2 separate regions of the Gossypium hirsutum genome follow, and region 2 is linked to region 1. Evidence: chromatin contacts called from public Hi-C data. All regions are on one chromosome and are shown on one strand. Each heading gives the region's core, a stretch centred on a gene start, on an enhancer-like site or on the middle of the called end of the contact. The rest is flanking DNA. Distances are from core to core; before and after follow the strand shown. Region 1 has its middle 49 kb from the start of LOC107910419. Region 2 holds the start of LOC107910419 (transcriptional corepressor SEUSS).

The links. A called contact is a pair of places that touch in the nucleus more often than the background predicts.
Region 2: a Hi-C map of leaf shows a contact between it and region 1, with 3 times the contacts expected there. The contact joins the promoter of LOC107910419 here to the enhancer-like site in region 1. A contact is called at or near these places in 22 of 34 Hi-C or Micro-C datasets (anther, callus, cotyledon and 6 more).

The regions. Positions count from the first base shown.
Region 1 is chrD02:11,258,368-11,261,268 of Gossypium_hirsutum_v2.1, forward strand. No RefSeq gene overlaps it. Among protein-coding and RNA genes, the nearest start is that of LOC107910419, 49 kb to the right of the region's middle. Within about 2 kb of position 1,449, at least 2 of the 9 cell types and tissues checked have an H3K27ac peak or open chromatin away from gene starts, as enhancers often do. A contact at or near this core is called in hypocotyl and leaf, where this site is marked.
Region 2 is chrD02:11,307,484-11,310,384 of Gossypium_hirsutum_v2.1, forward strand. LOC107910419 (transcriptional corepressor SEUSS) reads left to right here and starts at 1,445. Exons shown (of 10, transcript XM_016838252.2): 1 at 1,445-1,884; 2 at 2,462-2,901. The coding sequence starts at 2,794.

The DNA.
Region 1 (2,901 bases), core at 199-2,698:
GATTTAGTCTCAATTTGTTTCTAATATGTATTTTGGGTCTTGAGGGCTCGTTTAAGGGACAATAAATATGATTTTGATAGGTTTTATTATGAGTATTGATATGTAATGAAATGTAATGAAATGTTTAAAATTTTTTGTCTGATTAATCCGTAAACCCTGGTAATGCTTTGTAACCTTGTTCCGGTGACGGATATGGGTTAGGGGTGTTACATGGGTAAACTACTTAATTAGCCACTGAATTTTTACATATTTCTATTTTGGTCACCTAACTATGAAAATTTTAAATTTGATCACTAAACTATTTGAATTTGTTTCTATTAATCACTATGTCACTAAGTTTGAAACAACTAGATGATGTGGCCGTTATAAACTACATGAATGGTCACTCAACTATGAGAGTGTTTTTGTTTTCATCATCCAACTATAAAAAAAATTATTTAGTCACTAATGTTTCCAAAATTAAATTTTTTAGTACCATGCCATTAAATTTATAACAAACATTGGACATGACTATTTTTTATTCGCCTAATAACAAATTTTACCATTCAATATTTATATGTTCTATCAATTTAGTCCTAATTCTAAAAAAATCAATAAATTTTAACTCTAAACATTCTTACTAGTATTTGGCACTAGAAAGTTTTTTAATAAGACTTGAGTGTTTTGGGCACAAAAGAACCACTATTTTAACATAAAAATTTACAATAACAACAATAATAATAAACAACTTTCCGATGACTTATTATCTTTTTGGCGTCGGAAACTAAAAACCTTTGAATTTTCTAGTGTCGAAAAAACATTGTTTAATCTAAAGTGTTAAAAAAATTTTACCAACAACTTAAGATTTTTTTGACATAAAAAACTAGAAACCTTTGAATTTTATTGCAGTGAATAACACCACCTAAGAACCTAAAAGAGTAGGTTAAGAAAAAAAAGCAATAATTAAGATGAAATTAAAAATTTTATAAATATTGAAGGTTAAATTTATAGAAGATATAAATATTGAATGGCTAAATTTGTTATTAAAGGCATGGTGACTAAAAAATCTAATTTCAAAGAAATTTAGTGATTAAATCGAAAAATTTTTATAATTAAATGATTAAAACAAAAACATTCTCATAATTAAATATCATTATTATAGTTTATAACAGTCATGTTATCCAACAGTTTCAAATTTAACGGCTAAAATTATAAATTTAAATAATTTAATGATAAATTAAAAATTTTCATTATTCGATTGCCAAAATAAAACGCAAAAAATTCAGTATATTAGTTATATATAAATAATAATAATAATAAAAGGACAAAGGAAATTAACGTGGTATTCGTTTATTCTTTTTGGAGCGGTCGTATAATCACCGTTGATAAAAATCCGAATTTTGGATAACATATTAAGTAATGTAGTCCTCTCCACATGTTAACACCTCACCGCAGTCATCGGGAAAAAATAGGGTGCAGTGTAGTGCTTTACTGCTTTTTGTCCCTGTGCATCCGTGAGCCACACATTAATTAACTCTTTGTTTTTTTTCATTTTATACTCGTATTAAATTATGAGACACTTACAACTTACGTGAAAGAAAATACATAAAAAAAAACTGCTTAATATATAGATTTGCTCCTAAATTTGTCAATTTTCTCACATTAATCCCTAAATTTCTTTTATCATATTGGTTCTTAAGGTTGGCATGTGTTATAAAGACTGATCTCTACATTAACACTGTATTTTTTTAGGAATTTGTTGATGTGGATAAGTATGGGGTTGAAATTTTATTTTTTATATATTCAATTTTTTTGAATTTTTTTCAAAATTTAAAGTTTTTTTTTATGTTTTAGGAATGATTAAAAATGAATCTACATGTCGTCTCTTTATTTCTTCACGTGTCGCTCTCATACTTGTCCACATCAGCAAATTCTTCAAAAACAAACTGTGTTAGTGTAGGGATCAATATGTTTAGTGGATGACAATCTTAGGAGTCAATATGATCCAAAAAAATTTAGGGGCTAATGTGAGAAAAGTTACCAAATTTAGGGGTCAATCTATATATTAAGCCTTAAAAAAACTAATGATGTTAACAATAAGGACAAATTTATATAACAAATACCAACCTTAGGAAGTAATGTGATAAAAAAGAGAGTTTAGGGCCAATTTGAGAAAAGTTACTAAGTTTAGGGGTCAATCTATATATTAAGCCAAAAAAAACTAATGCATAACACTCCTTTGAAGTATTAGTTTATAAGTTTAAACTTTGACGTTGTATTTTAATTTTTACATAAATATTAATTATTTTCTTCTGACTTGGATCCAATTAGAGGGAGATATATGCGCTCTTCTGGTTCTAGCCTAGCCCACAGGATTATGATAAAAAGTTCACTGTTTTTGGATTTATTCAAATTAACTTTTTTCTTCAAAAGAATTTGTTTTTGGATCATTCAAATCAAATTTATTGGTTTCAAGTTTTGCTACTTTTTTTTTTTAACACTCATTTAAGTCCTTACCAAATTTGTTAGTTCCTTCAATTTTTTTTACTAACTAAATTCCGGATTTTGTATTTCATATCTTATTTGATAAACTGAAAAATTAAGTATTAAAAATTTGAATCTTGAAAAATTATGTGTCGAACTTAAGTTATAAAATCTATTTGGTATATTATTATTTAAAATTAAATATGAAATACAATTAGGTTCTTTGATAAATGTAAATTTTAGAGGTAAATTGTTTAAAGGATAATATTAAATGCTTCAAATAAATTAAAATTTTCTACATGTAAGCTTATTATTTTTCACACTTTTTCATTTTAAAAATATTTTATATGTTTTTTATATCAAGTATGCTTAAAAAATTTAAATTAGTGAATATATTATTTTTTAGTTGATTTAACATTTTCAATAAATTATCAAACA
Region 2 (2,901 bases), core at 195-2,694, 49 kb after region 1:
TTTTGGGATTTCCGACCATTTTTTAATTTATCTATATTAAAATATTAAGCAAGATTGACATTGGAGATTCGTAACAGGATAATGAGGACTAGCAAGTGGAGATTCGGTATGTATCACGAACAACGAATATGACTATTCATGATAGAACAAGATAGTAAGGAGTTGCTAAACGTGGTTTTATTTTTTCTCATAATCACCTTTGATGGTGCAATGTGTAATGTTGAGGGATAAATGCTGAGTAATCAGTCTATTATTATCAGTTGAGCGTTATAATTCAACTTCCTTTTGTAACTGTTAGAATTAAGTGACCCAAATCCTTATTTAAATAAAATACTGTGGTAAAATAAAATAAAAGTGATCCCTTTTATTTTATTTTAGAATAAGGTTTCTAAACCTTATTAAACTCCATCTATTTGATATTATTTGAATAAGGAGTTTCACTCCTATTAGAATAAGGTTTACAAGCCTATAAATAGGCATAGTCTACTCCTCTTGTAATTAAGTTTTCGACATAGTGAATTTTCTTCTCCTCTGCCCGTGGTTTTTTCCCGAAAGGGTTTCCACGTAAAATTTGTGTGTTCTTTATTTTTCTATTTTTATTTTTCTTTGAAATATATTGTCATTACCGACATTATATTTTTCTCAGTAACTAAAAAAAAAAGAGAAGGGATTATATGAAATTGTGATTCCACGTCATCACTATCCCTTTCTAATAGGAGAATGACAAATTAGATTTTTTCTCCTGAAAAAATTTAAATTCAACTAAAAATGTTAAATTCAAGAGGAAAAATCGAATTCGTCATTTTCCTATTGGAAAGGGATAGAGATGACATGAAATCACAGATTCATACAATCCTTTCTCCTAAAAAAATAATTAAATATGATTTTGATTTAAAAGTAAAATTAAGATAGGTCATCAAGAATGAATTCTTTTTAGATATATCAATATTTGTTACTTTATAAAGAAATTGAGTTTTTAATTGTTTTCCAATTGAATTAATATACGGTTGACTTGTGATATACACTTAGCCAAAAACTTAAATATAATATAGATGTTTATAATTTATTTTTAAATTTTTAGTAAAACATATAAATTATAAATTATAAATTAAATTAATAACATAATTTTATTTTAAAAAAATAAATATGAACTGCTACAAATATAGGCAGCTACTGATGAATACCAAGATGGAAGCGATACGCTAATGATAATCGAATTATTCAATTTCTAATTTTGAATAATTCATTGAAAAATTAAATTTCAATTAATTTATCATAGTCTCTTTTAATTGAATTGGATTAAATTAAATTTAAGTAAATTATATTAATTCTTATGGCAACAAAATTTTACTTTTAACCCCATACTAAGCTTATGGTAATTTAGTTTTAAAATAATCAAATTTGAAAAGAAAATTGAAACAATCATGTGGCATTAGTGTAAGCATACACATGCAACGAAACAAGTGCGTCACTTTAATACATCCCATCATCCATAATTCATGATGGATGGATGGATGGATGGATGTGATGCCATCATCATCATCATCATTCCATGGAAACAAAAGAAGGGAGTGAAGGGGGGAAAATAAAAGAAAAATTCAATCTAATGGAATGAAATTTTGACGTCCGCAAAGGACAATACAAACACTCTCTTTCTCTCACTAGATACAGCGAAGAAGAACAGGGCACGTACTGAGACAAGAAAAAAGGAAAAGCAGAAGAATTGATTTAAGAGGAGAGCAAAAAGAAGGTTTTTTTTTTTTTGGTGAAGTGTAGACATATTAATTGCTTCAGATTATTGAAGCAAAAAAGAAGAAAAAAAAAGGAGTAGAAGAATTGAAGAGAAAGAGAGTTCAAAAGACATTTTGGTATTTTTTGTTTTGGGTATGTTTTGATTGAAATCAAAGCTTTGGAGATTTGGGAAACTTTCTTTACTTTTTTTATTTTCTTTCCCCTTCTTCTTTGTTTATCTTTTGACAGTAACTGTGAGAATTTTTCAACGCTGGTAAGTCTTCTCAAAGTCTCTTCAGCTTTGACCCTTTTGCTAGTTTTTTTTGGGGTTTAAGTCTGGATCATTGATTTCTGCTGTTAGTGGCTGGATCGAGTTTAGTTGCTTTTTTAATGTATTTGGTTAAACGTTCGTTTTTCTTCTAATAAAGTTGCAATTTTTTGGGGGTTTGGAGGTTAAAAATTTCAGCTTGGTCAGTTGATTTTACTGTCTTTCTCTAATTTTAAGTAAAATTTTGTTTGAGTTTTAATGAAATTTCTACGGTTTTGAGATTTGGGTTTTTCTTTAAGATTCGATTGGAGTTTGATTTTACGGTTATCGGATTTCAGTTTTAAATTTCTTTTTGTTGACAGTCTTAATTACTTTTTGTGCTGAATGTTAGTAAAATTATTTTTCGGATGATTTATGTTTCAGTGGATCTGAAAATTCTTATGTCTTCTTTTCTTTTATTAGGAATTCGAGGGAAAGCCATTCTAGTGTTGCTTGACTGTAAATGTTAGAATGCTCAGAATCAGAGCTTCTTCTTGGGCTTCGGTTTTCTTTGGTAATGGCCGCTTGTATGGTGGAGCAGAAAGCTATATGCTCAGGCACAGAACTGATCCCTTGTTATTTGTCCACAATGAGGACTGGAAAGTTAAAAGCAGCCAAGTTGGGCTGATTTCTTGAACTCTGCGGCTGATTTTTTTGTGTTTTGTTATTAACTGTAGTTTATTTAGTTGAATTCATGTTGTTTTAGATAGTTGTTACATTTTTGTGAGTGAGTTTTAGGTAGTTAGTCTTGAAACATGGTGCCATTAGGGTCTTCTACTCCAATAGGTGGTGCGCAGTCTGTTCCGTCATCTCTTTTGCGAACAAATTCAGGGATGCTAGGATCACAAGGCGGTGGCCTTCCT